Linked DNA regions of Pelodiscus sinensis: region 1 is linked to region 2. Evidence: chromatin contacts called from public Hi-C data. All regions are on one chromosome and are shown on one strand. The core of a region is the stretch at or near the end of the contact, and the rest is flanking DNA. Distances in the headings are between cores, read along the strand shown. Region 1 holds the start of NRBF2 (nuclear receptor binding factor 2). Region 2 holds the start of EGR2 (early growth response 2).

What was found. Hi-C and Micro-C count contacts between places; a contact is called where the count stands out from the background.
Region 1: a contact with region 2 is called in a Hi-C map of blood, with 2.4 times the contacts expected there. The contact joins the promoter of NRBF2 here to the promoter of EGR2 in region 2. A contact is called at or near these places in 2 of 5 Hi-C or Micro-C datasets (blood and liver).

The regions. Positions count from the first base shown.
Region 1 is chr8:24,614,817-24,621,018 of ASM4963464v1, forward strand. NRBF2 (nuclear receptor binding factor 2) reads left to right here and starts at 2,928. Exons shown (of 4, transcript XM_075934891.1): 1 at 2,928-3,080. The coding sequence starts at 3,051.
Region 2 is chr8:24,463,065-24,468,934 of ASM4963464v1, forward strand. EGR2 (early growth response 2) reads right to left here and starts at 2,395. Exons shown (of 2, transcript XM_006111127.4): 1 at 1,449-2,395; 2 at 1-884. The coding sequence starts at 1,626.

The DNA of each region.
Region 1 (6,202 bases), core at 1,678-4,177, 150 kb after region 2:
TCAACTAATTTTTCCCCCACCATGTTTGGTATTTTTTGTGAAAGTATCTGGCAACCGTAATGACGAAAGGGTATGGTGGTGTTTGTTTATTCACACACCAAAAGGTTTGGGTCCTTACCAATGTTCTCTAGTTTTTTCCACAGATTTTGCTGTCATGCACTGAGGCATGTGCGGATGTGCACCACTAGTAGAAATACATGCTGCCAGTTATGGGTGCGGTGGGCATGCTGCTAATCAGCTGGGCAGCATTTGAATTTCTCCTGGGCCCAAGTGCTCAGCTTGGTCCTCACTGTTAGAGGAGACCAATATTTTTAGTTATTCTGTCATCATAAGAATTATTTCAGATCCTTTTGTTAACTTTGGTTATACACAGAATTCTGACTTTTATGAAAATTAAGACCACTAGAAGTGGATTTGTAATTAAAAATAAAAATATAGTAAAACTTTTTAAAACCAAAACTTTCTACTCTAATACCTGAAGCCCAAAGATTGCCACACTAAAACCTTGAAAGTGAAACGAATTTCTCTGATACTAATTTGTCACGATAGAATAATGCAAGATATAACAAAGTAATAAATGATGACAAGTAATTTGGATTTTTAAATGTTTTAATTTTAAAATTATTAGTCAAAAGGAAATAAATTAATTGATTTCCGAGGTCATATTTTAAATTAATGTTCCTTTGCAACAGCTTGCACCCTATAAAAGTAAATAATTAAGAACTGTTCTGAATGATAATCTATAATTTCCACTGGGCACTTCAAGGGTAAAAACTTATTCCATCGATGAAATAGCATACAAATACTGCAGATATTCCTTCATTTAGGAGAAATCATCATCCACTTAAAGAATGATAGATGGTATCATGAGCTTTCATGGGCAAACCCACTTCTTTTTGTCCACAAAAGCTCATGATACCATTTACATTTTGTCCACAAAAGCTCATTGTTAGTCTTTAAGGTGCTACTAGTTTATTTGTTGTTTTGTTAAGTTTTTCCTGTTGCAGACTAACTTGATTACCCCTCTGAAGCTTTTAAAAATGATGATCCTTGAAGACCTCTAGAGGAGATTTTTAGAAACTACAGCTGATCAGCTGAGATGCATATCAATAGAGCCTGGTTTACACTATGAAGTTAGGTTAAAGCTAGTAGCATTATGTTGATTTTGTAATGAATGAGTCTACACCACCAAGTCCTTTCGACCAATCTTAAGGGCTTTTAAAGTTGACTTTGGTACTCCACTTTGCTGAGAGAAGTAGCCTACATTTGACCCTTCTGAGGTCTAATTTGGTGTAGCATAGACACCGCACTATTCAATTTGATATTCTTGGACTCTGGGTGGTGTCCCACAGAGCCCCAAGGTGACTGCTCTGGCCAGCACTTTCAAGTTTGCAGATGATAACAAGCTAGGAGATATTGCATCTGTTATGAAGGATAGGATTACAATTCAAAATGATCTGGACAGACTGGAGAAATGGTGTGAATGGGATGAAATTCAATAAGAACAAATACATGAATGGGACGGCTCTGTAAGCAGGAGTGTTGTAAGTAAGACATGAGAAGTAAGTCTTCCATTCTACTTCATGCAGATACAGTTTCAACTGGAGTATTGTGTCCAGTTCTGGGCACCACATTTCAGGAAAGATGTGATCAAAGTGGGGAAAGTCCAGAGAAAAATGATTAAAGGCATAGGTTACTTGTGGTGTACCGCCCCCTTGTGAATACCACCAAAATTTTAATTGCCAAATCCTCACATGCCCATCACTGCCCCGCTGAGTGGCCGATCCTGGTCCCCAACCTCACATGCACCAGTCACTTCTGATTAAAATTCTAAAAACATCACCATGAGCATGAGTGGTAGGTAAAAGTACGCCTGGGCAACCCTCCTCCCCAGCCCCACTCCTTCAGTCCAAGATCCCACCCCTGCCACCCATGGCAGCCCCCACACACATACAGGCAACCCACAGCCTCCCCAGCCCTCTGGAGCACGGGTGTCCTGTCTCCCCCGAGCATGGGCAGTCCATAGCCTGCTACTCCTCACGCTGGAGCACTTGTGGCCCACGGCCCCAGCTTACCCAGGCACAAGGAGGGTGGGTTGCCATGGCCTCAGTGGGGCTGAAGCACATGCTGAATGGGGGAAGGGAACCGGGGGCAGAGTGTGGCAGGACTAGATGGGCAGTTTGAGAAGGCATTGCCTTTCCCTGCCACTTATACCCAATACCCCTGCTTACCAGGGAAGACTGAAACAACTGAGTAAGTTTAATCTGCGAAAGCGAAGACTGACAGGGGACATAACCATTTACAAATACATACACGATTGTTAGAAGGAGGAGGAGGAATAATCATTTCCCTTGACCTCTGATGATGGGACAAGAAGCAATGGGCTTAAATTGCACAGGGGAGCTTAGCTGGGACATTAGGATGGCTAAGCACTGCAGTCAATTGCCTGGGGAGGCTGTGGAATCTGTGTCACTAGAGCAGGCGAGACACGCACCAGCCAGGGATGGTCTCGATCAGTGTTTCCCAAAGTGTCCCGGGAACCACTCGGAGAAACACGCGAACCGGCCGCCCGGTTTGTTTATTCGCTGGTGCTGCGGCCCCCACGAATTCGGTTTCGCTCTTTCCAGCCAGGGAGCGACCTGGGCTGGGGCACCAGCTCCCGCAATCCGCGGCCAGTGGGTGCTGCAGCGGCTACGCCAGTCGGGCCGGGTCCCAGCCCGCTCCAGCTGGTTCTGGGCGCTGCCTGCGCGCAGGGGACCAGACGGGCTCCCGGGGCGCAGCCCGTCCGGCGGGGAGGCGAAAAGCCCGGGCGTGGCCGGCTCACACAGGCGGGCAGGACTTGCCCGGCCGCCCCGCGCACAGCTGCGGCGAGTCCGCCCGCGTTCGAGAGCCGCCCAGCCCCGTTCCCATGGAGACACGGCCCTCCTCCTGGGGAACGGGCCCTCGCGAGACTTCTGGGCGGCGCTGTGACGTCGCCGCGTGCGTGCTGGAGGCGGAAGTGTGTCGGTGTTTACAGCCGCCAGGGGCACCGAGAGGGAGCCGCAGAGCCCATGTGCCCGCTGCCCCCGCCGCCTATGGAGGTGATGGAGGGGCCCCTCAACCTGGTGAGCCGCGCCTCGGGCGGGCTGGCTGCTGGCGCGCGACTCGCTCAGAGCCGGGCCGGGGCTCTCGCCGCCGCGGGGGGAGGAGCTGCCCCGTGGCAGGGCAGCGGCTGTTCCGCTGGGGGCCTGGCGCGGGGCCGTTGGACCTTCCCTCGCGCCCTGCGGCAAAGGCCTCGCGCTCCCGCCGCTGCCGCGCGCCAGGGGCAGTCGGACGCCGCCGCAAGGCAGCGCCCCGCCCCGGGGCAGCGCGGCCCTGGGGGAGCCTGTCTGGCCTGGCCTGCCGGCGCGCGCGCCGCAAATGGTCGCAGCCCGCTTAGCAGCCACCTCAGCGACACTAGGCACGAGCGGCGCGATACGTGCAGGCTGCGGGGGCGTCGCTGCGAACCCCTCAGTCCTTGTCCTCACTGGGCTGCTGCTGGCAAGAGGTGGAGGCAGGTAACGCGAAGCTCCTCGCAGCTACTTTTGCACTGGATTTTGTAAGTGTGTGTCGGAACTTCCCGTCCCCCTAGCGATGTGAAAGGTTAACCCCGTGATGCTGAGCGGTTAACCAGTAGTGGCTGGAGCAGCTCCCTGCCTGCCAAGGGGCGGGGCTGCTTCAGCCTGTAGGGGCCCGCCAGGGACAATGGCTGCTCTCGCCCTGTTTGGATCCCAGGCGCCCCACAGGCAAGGGGGTATGTGTGGGGAGCAGCCTGGGAGTGAAGGGCAAGTGGAAGCTGTTTAGTTTATCAGTTTGTTCCAAAATCACCTTTAATGACACCTCAGGCTGGGACAATTCCTCATATTTGTTACCTAAAAAGAATGGCTCTGGTTTGGGAATCTCCCTCGCATCCTCAGCCGTGAAGACTGGTGCAGAGGATTCATTTAGTTTCTCTTCTATGACCTTTATTTGTCAGTACCCCACTGGTTGTTTAGCAAGCTTCTTGTCTGATATAATTTTAAAACATTGCTATCACTTATTGAATTTTAGGGTAGCTATTCTTCAAATTCCTTTTTTTGGGTCTTCCTAATTATATTTTAACCCCTCATTTGACAGAGTGTGCTCCTTTGTATTTTCCTTACTAGGGTTTAGCTTTCACTTTTTAAACAATGACTTTTTAGTTTCTCACTTTTTCTTTTCCATGTAGGTAGTTAAACCACAGTGTCACTTTTCTGGTTCTCTTACTATGTTCTTTAATTTGGGATATTCGTTTAAGTTAAGATTCCATTATGATATCTTTGAAAAGTTCCCATACAGCTTGTAGGGGTTTCACTTTTGGTGCTGTACCTTTTTTAATCTCTGTCTAACCCCTTCATTTTTGTGTAGTTCCCCTTTCTGAAAATAAATGCCACAGCGTTGAGCTGCTGTGGAGTTTTTCGCTTCGTAGGGATGTTAAATTTAATTGTATGATGATCACGGTTTCCAAGTAATCCAGCTGTATTCATCTCTTGACCAGATCCCATGCTGCATTTGGGACTAAAGCAAGAATTGTTGTCTCACGTGGGTTCCAGAACCAGCTGCTCCAATAAGCAGTCAGTTAAGGTGTCAAGAAACTATCTCTGCATCCCATCCTGAGATGTGTACCCAGTCAATATGGAGACAATTGAAGTCTCCCTTTATTATTGAGGATTTTTATTTTTATAGCTTCTCTAATGTGCCTTAACATTTCGCAGTCACTATCACCATCCTGGTCAGGTGGGTGGAAATATATTTTATGGCAATATTCTGATTAGAGCATGGGATTGCTATCCATAGAGATCATCTATAATAACACTGGTAATATGCAATCTCACTTGAGAAGGACATACTAACCCAGTGGTCTCCAACCTTTTTAAGCATGAGATCTCTTTTTGGAATTTAAGTGCAATTCAGGATCTACCTGAAACCCAAACCATTGCCTTGCCTCCTTCCCACCCCTTCTCCGAGGCCCCGCCCCTGCTCACTCTTATCATCCCTCCCTCCCCTATCCTTACTCATTTTTATCAGGCTTGGAGCAGAGGGCTAGAGTTCTGAGGAAGGGGATGCAGACTCTGATCTTGGGCTAAAGGATTTGGACTGTGAGAGGGTTATGAGTTGAGCATGGGGTAGGGAGTTGAGGTGCAGCGAGGGAGTATGGGTGATGGCGGATTCAGGACTAGGGCAGGGGTTTGGGGTGCAGGAAAGCTTCAGGACTGTGGCCAGGGTTCAGAATGTGGGCTCCAGCTGGGCACCGCTTTCCACAGGCGCCTTCTGGGTGGTGGTATAGGGGACTAGGGCAGGCTTACCCCTAATCTGGCCCTGTACTACTTCCAAAAGCAGCCAGCAAACTCGCTCCATCCCTGCCTTCCACCACTCTGTGGAGATGGGGTACAGGGTGAGGGGAGAGGCACTCTGACATCAGTGCCCCTTCCTTTTCTTCTTGTGACTTGCACAGCAAGCAAGAGGTTCCCGGGGGTAAGGGGCAGCTCCCAGGCAGAGAGCAAAAAACAGCATGGCAATGCTGAGAGGGGTAGATGAAGAGCCAGCACTTGATAGCCTCTGGGCCAAACCTGTCAGGATCACCTGTCAAAGGCTCCAAGATCTACTGTAGATCCCAATCCAGTGGTTGGTGACCACTGTTCTAACTTATGAATTACAGCTCGCACGTTGTTCCATCAGTTCTGCTAAATGTGGGCTTTCGGTAGGCAGACTGGGTAGGTTTAACTTTCAGCTGGTAGTATTGACAGGGCAATTAAAATGGCTCCTCCATTTAAGATCTGATAAGCTTCATGTGAACAAAGTTTTGCTTAATTACAAATTTGTCATTTTTTGATTAAATTTGTATGGTCATAATATTCTTACTTAATTATGAGGACTGTCTTGAATAAGAGTGAAGCATCTTTGCCCAAAATACCTTAAATATAAAAGAACCAATTTTTACAGAGAAAGCTGCGGTTAGCCACAGAGAACAGGTTAGGTTGTTCTTAATTTAAAAGGTGTGAATTGTTACTTTGACAAAACAATCCCTCCCTGAAGTCTGCTTACCTCAGCCCTCCTTGCTCCCTTTTTTTAGTTTTGATTGTTTTTTACTTCAGTTGTAATTTTTAGCAAGTGTAGCCTACTGCTGTCTATGCATCATGTCTTGTTAAAGGATTGTTAACTTCCA
Region 2 (5,870 bases), core at 1,145-3,644:
CTTGTGGCCCGTGTGGATGCGGATGTGCCGCGTCAGCTCGTCCGAGCGGGAGAAGCGGCGGTCGCAGCCCTCGGCCGGGCACGGGTAGGGCCGCTCGTGCACCGGCGTCTTGCTGGGCCGGTTCGGGTACTTGCGGGGCCGCAGGATGGGCCGCAGCGGCAGGTTGTGTGGGCTATAGGCGCTGGCGGGCAGGCGGCCGCTTTCCCCGCCGCCGCCGCCCGCGCCCGCTGCCCCGACCCCCGGCCCGCCCAGCGTGAAGTTGCGGATGGTGGAGAGCGGCGTGAGCGGCGGTGGGACGCGCAGGGAGTCCAGGGGGCACGGGAAGGGCTTGCGCTCGGGCGCGGCGTGCAGCTCCCGCTGGCACTGCGCGGGCGGGAAGAAGCCCGGGTAATCCGGGATCATGGAGAAGATCCCGCCGTCCGCGGCCGCTTTAGGAGAAGGGTAGGACGGGGGCGGGTGGTAGGGCAGAGAAGCGCCGGCCGAGGTGGGCAGGAAAGCGGAGGAGGGGTCCTGCTGGTAGAGCTCCCCGCAGCCCGAGTAGGGAGGCGGCGGGGAGTACAGGTGCTCCAGGTCTCCCGGCTGGCTCTGAGCCATGCTGCAGCTCAGGGCGCTGCTGGCCAGCGGGTTGGGGGAGGCAGCGGATGCCGTGGAGGAAGAAGTGGCCGACGAAGAGGGGGTGCTGACCCCCTGCAGGATCCCAGCGCTCACGATGTTAATGATGCCCTCCGGGTAGCAGCCGGCTCCTGGGTACTGGGGGTCGATGGAGAATTTGCCCATGTAGGTAAAAGTCTGATTGCGGGAAGCAGAAACTGCTGGGGCGAAACTGCTGGCATAAGGCAGATCCAGGGACCTCTTCTCACTCATGTCAACGTTAATCATGCCATCTGGGAATTAAAGAAAGGCCATCGATCAGTGCGCGGCCACCCTCCACTCCCAGAGACACCGACAGGCTCCACCAACTTCTTCGCCCCACTAAGGAGCATGTTATTATCAACACGGCCAAATACTGTTTGGCAGTAAACTTCGCAGTGCCCACCTGCCTATATGGGGAGGAGGGGTCTCTCCCTATGGCTGCTTTAATTTACAAAGGACATCCCTGGGACTAATTTCAAGGTTCACGGTCCCAACTTTATCTTAGTTTAATGCACACAGACATGAATACATACAGGATGCTTAGGAGTGGCGTGCCCACAACTAGCCTACCCACATAGCTGCAGACAGCTTGATGTAGTCCCTCAACACTGTTATCTCTCAGCATCTCCGCATTCAGGCGTTAATCAAATTAGAAACGAGCACCCAGATTTGAGTTTGTTGTCATTGACATAATCAGCAAGTACTTGTCTAGTTTTCTTTCTGTTTCGCTTAAATGTGATCAGCTGCGCACGGTCCGGCCGCAAGTAAGCCAAGTAAACACCCTGCACATGCACAACTTAAAGAATGATGCTTACCTCCTGTCACGCTGCTCATCTGGTCAAACGGTCCTCCTAAGTCAGCATTGGGGAAGATTGTGACCGAAGCTGGCAATGTGGTAGCGATGTCATCCACAGGGTAAATGTTTTCAGACAGCTGATGCACAAAACCACTGAGAGTTACTGGAATTTTGTCTACGGTCTTGGCAGTCATCATTTGCTCAACAAGAAACCTTGAAAACAACTTTCACGGCTTGTAGTGTTAATACTGTACAGGGAGAGGGTTATTTGTTGCTTCCACTAAAAAAAATCAAGTAAGTTTTTGTTTTAAAAAGTCTGTTACTACCTCTGCCTTTGGTATTGCTCAGTAATAGTCCAGTAGTGCTGTAGTGTTATTGTAACAGTCAGTGTCCCTTGCAGAGCTGTTAATCACTTGCAGCTCTCAGTAGATGGAAAGTGTTGCAGTAAGTATTTATGGGGAGGCCGTGAATGCCCACGACGTCACTGCCCATATAAGGACTGAGGAACAGGGAAGGGCGAACCGGGCGGAATCATCACGTGGGAGATTAGCATGCGGGCTTCTCTGTCTTGGGTCCGCACCCGTTCGGCTGCTCCTCTCACAGGTAGACGCAGGCTGGTGCTTGGCCGCGGCTTTTCAGCCACACACTGTAACTTTTTATACAGACACTAATAAGCTCCAGGATACGCAAGCCGGGAAAGCCGGGGGGAGGTGCTTGGCTCGCTCCAGGCGCACGAAAGTACCTAGCGAGGGATATTCCGGTTGTTTAAACTCTTGCCTAAAAAGGCGAGATCCGGTTCCTGCGGGCTCCGCCTTTCCATGCCTTTTTAGGAGTCGTTCCGGAAAATTAAACTTCGGAAAAACGAGCGGAGCCGAGACAGTACAGTCAAACCGCTACTCACTTTCTTGGCAGCTCTTAACCGCAAGCGACGAATCAGAAAATAGCTACATTCACGGAATCTGACTTCTTTTTTCTGAATCGCTGGTGGAAAGAGACACTGATAAGAGCGAGTGTGGTGTTACTTTTTTGGAAAGTGTGTGATCTATTTATACTGTAGCGAAAACGGAACTTTTTCTTCTTGTTGTTGTTCTAGCTCCCACTGAAGGAGACAAAACAAGGCCGACTTTTTTTTTTTAAGTCCCAGCAGAAAAAGCGGAGGCCTCTTAACCAAACTGTGCAAGTATTGGTTCCCTGTATATCTAACGAAGCTTGTTCGTGTTCTCGATGGCGGGGATATTCAGTTTCTTTAGGCTATATTGTCACCACCCCAACACTGAGTCATTCCCCGGAATGCTCTCTTCCTAATTTACCTTGAAGTAACAGGTTTCCTTTAGATGCAACTAGTTGAGTACCCTTTGCAAAATTATACATCTGTATTCTTCTCTAGTACCTGCCGTTGCGAAACACATGCTATGACACTTTCCGTGCACCTCTTGATAAAAAACCTCGTTTCTATGGTATTTCTACAAATCAGTTGTACTGAATTGTTTTAAAATAAAACTACTGCTGTGAATAGCTTTTCCTTTAATGACACACAGTGATAATTTTACATGGTTTCCTTTGACCAATGCTGTTTATTTTTATTAGTTATAGGGAATCAGATTCTGCACTGCCTTACACAATCCATGTAACAGATGTACGTGGCACAGATTTGAGCCTAAGAGATAGATAGGTATGATTTTGTTTCCTAAAATCTAAACATAAAACAAACTTGATCCAGGCAGGCAAGGCTGGAAGTAGAACATTCATCTGAGTAGGGATTATTGTAGCACTCCTGCTCTAAGGGGAAATGCAGCTAGTAGAGACGAAGCAAAGAGCCTGCTATGGCCCTGAAATGTCTGTATTTTCCAGTGATTTTAGTTTGCCCAATATAAGGTAGTGAACAATCTTCCCAACTTATTCCGAAAAGGACGCGTTTCTGCCCGGGGCCGGCCGGCACGGCAGAACACAGTGTAAAGTGACGAGCTGTCTTGAAGGGAACAGTTTTCAGCCTGTGGGAACTAACGTGTCAATCTCGCAACCGCATCGCTGACAGTCTCCACTGGAAAGATCTCTCGGCGAAACTTCCTGCTCAAGCGCCACGCCGTGGAGCAGGTGCCAACTGCAGGTCAAACGATTTATTCCCTGCCTTGGCTGCACCACGGAAAGCTAAGCCCAGCACAAAACCGCGTTCGGATAAGTGTCCGCAGCTAAGGCGCCTGGCCCGTTTCGTATCAGGGCTTCACTTTAGCCTTGATACAATTACTCACGTCATGGCAGGGCTGTCTTTGGTCCCGGGGCGACTGATCCTTGGGCGGAGGGGTGCAGGGAGCACCACCAGAGGGGCAGCGGGCATGTGGGGCACCCCGTTAGCAATTCCACTTTTTTGCAGAGGCACGGGGGGCCGTGCACCTCGCCAGCGCTACCACCAGCCCCCAATGGTTTATGTAAAGAGCGTTATTGCAACACTGGGGTCTGGGAGTTCAGACAATTGTCCGAGGCGTATGGGGCGCGCAGGTAGCCCCCTCTTACCGGCTCAATCCGAACTGAACACGTGCCTTCCCCTCGAGCCTCTGGACATGACTTGTTGGGCCTTGTAACAGGCATGAGGTAACCCCCTCCACGTTGTTAATAGTGTTTGTTATGCGCCCAGGCTGGGTCCAAGGAGAGGCTCCGTGAGGCGCCGCGTCAGGAAAGCACAGCCATCCCATCGCGGCAGTTCCGGGACGCCCACGCAGGCGCTGACACCAAAGGCCGGAGAGTGAGAATGGAGGCAGATTCCGATTTCCCTCCTGGATGAGCGTTTCAAACGCTGCAGTCGGACCCTTATAATGCCGGGCTCGTACGGATGCAGGGATAAGATGCAAACTTGACGGGGTGGCTTCCATAGACCCGTTGCCTCCCCACTCCCCCAAAACCGATCGTCCCAATACTCAATCCCCCGGTTTCAGGCTACTGCAGCAGCTGTGGTGGCTTTTCCTCCACGCAGCTCTCTTGGGGGTTGCGTATAACATCAAGAGTCACAGTGAGGGGCTAACGTGCAAGCTGTTCAGTTGCCTTTTCACGGTGAAACCTGCCTCTAGAGAGAACATACTACACAGTACAGGGAAATCTGCTCTGCTTTTACCTTCATCCGCGGGCAGGGCAAAGACCATGCTATGGGTGACAAGCAAGCTGGGCTGGAGGCAGCAAGTCTACTGTGTAGCAATAGTACAGTCGGCCAGGGCAAGAGGTGTGTTTCAAAGCCACAGAATTGCCGTTAGACATTTCCTCAGCACACCTCCCACCTCCCCAGTACATTCAATAATTGCTAAAGGGCTCTGAACACACCCTGAGTGAATCTGGCTCCTGCCTGGTGTTTAAAATGCTCCAATACCATTGGGATCGCGTGTTGCTCATTTCCACACGAACCGGGGAGCTTTCTGCTGCAGCCCCCATGCACACCCCCTTCCCGCAGCCTGGCCAGGTGGGGAGAGAGATTAGGGCCTGCTGGAGCTCCCAGCTCCTAAGCTACAGGGAGGGGGTCTCCTCTGGGCCAAGCAGCACCCGCGGCTGTGAATGCCAGGAGGGTTAGAGCACTGCGCCGGCTGCAGCTGACCAGATGCCCTGCACCCGGCTGCTCGGCCTGTGTGCAGGGTGGGGAGAGCTGCCTGCACCTGTACAAAAGCGGCGCTTCAAGCACTGACTTGCAGTTTTCCCCTAGAGCCCCAAGGAGTCTGCAGAACTGGAAATGAGGGAGGAGAAGAGAGGAGAGGAGAGGCTCAGCATCTCAGCCTCTTAACCTGTGCTTCTAGGCCCAGAGTCATTCACTGCAGGCTTCTTGGATGAGACCTCTGGGAGTCCTTTGCCCAGCGTACAGAAGAGGGCCAAAGAGCTTCTGGGTGGAAATCCTCTGGCTTTGGAAAGGGAGAAATTGATCCGGAGAGGAGCCTCCCTGATAGAATCAAAGACAAATAGGCCTTGGGAAGTCATCTAGTCAAGCCTCCTACTCTGCCCAGAAACAAGTGAACTAGGGATGTTAAATATCGGTTAATTGAATAATCCAGTAACCTCATGAATTCTTATCAGTCAACTATTCAATAGTCCCTGAGGGCAGGGCCAACAGGCAGTGCATTCTGGCCTCACTCTGGGGAGGCCCTTGCCACTGTGCTGCTGCCTCTCTGTCAGAGGCAGCAGCCCACAATGCCAGGCTGGTCTGTGAGGGGAGTCTGTTTAAAACCCTCTGATAAAGAGGCAGCAGTGCGGGGTGGCAGCAGCTCCTGTTTGGGGGGGGGGGCGTAATCTGAGCTCCTGGACCTGGCCCAAGCCAGAAATGAGCCAGGCTGATTATCCGCCTGGCTCCTAATACACTTTAAATGCAGAGCCACAGTGAGGGTAGGAGGAGCCAGGACTAAGTTGGGCAGCTAGTCATCATTCTAAAATAATTTACTGGCAATGGAGGAGGGGGGAGGGAAATGAGTAT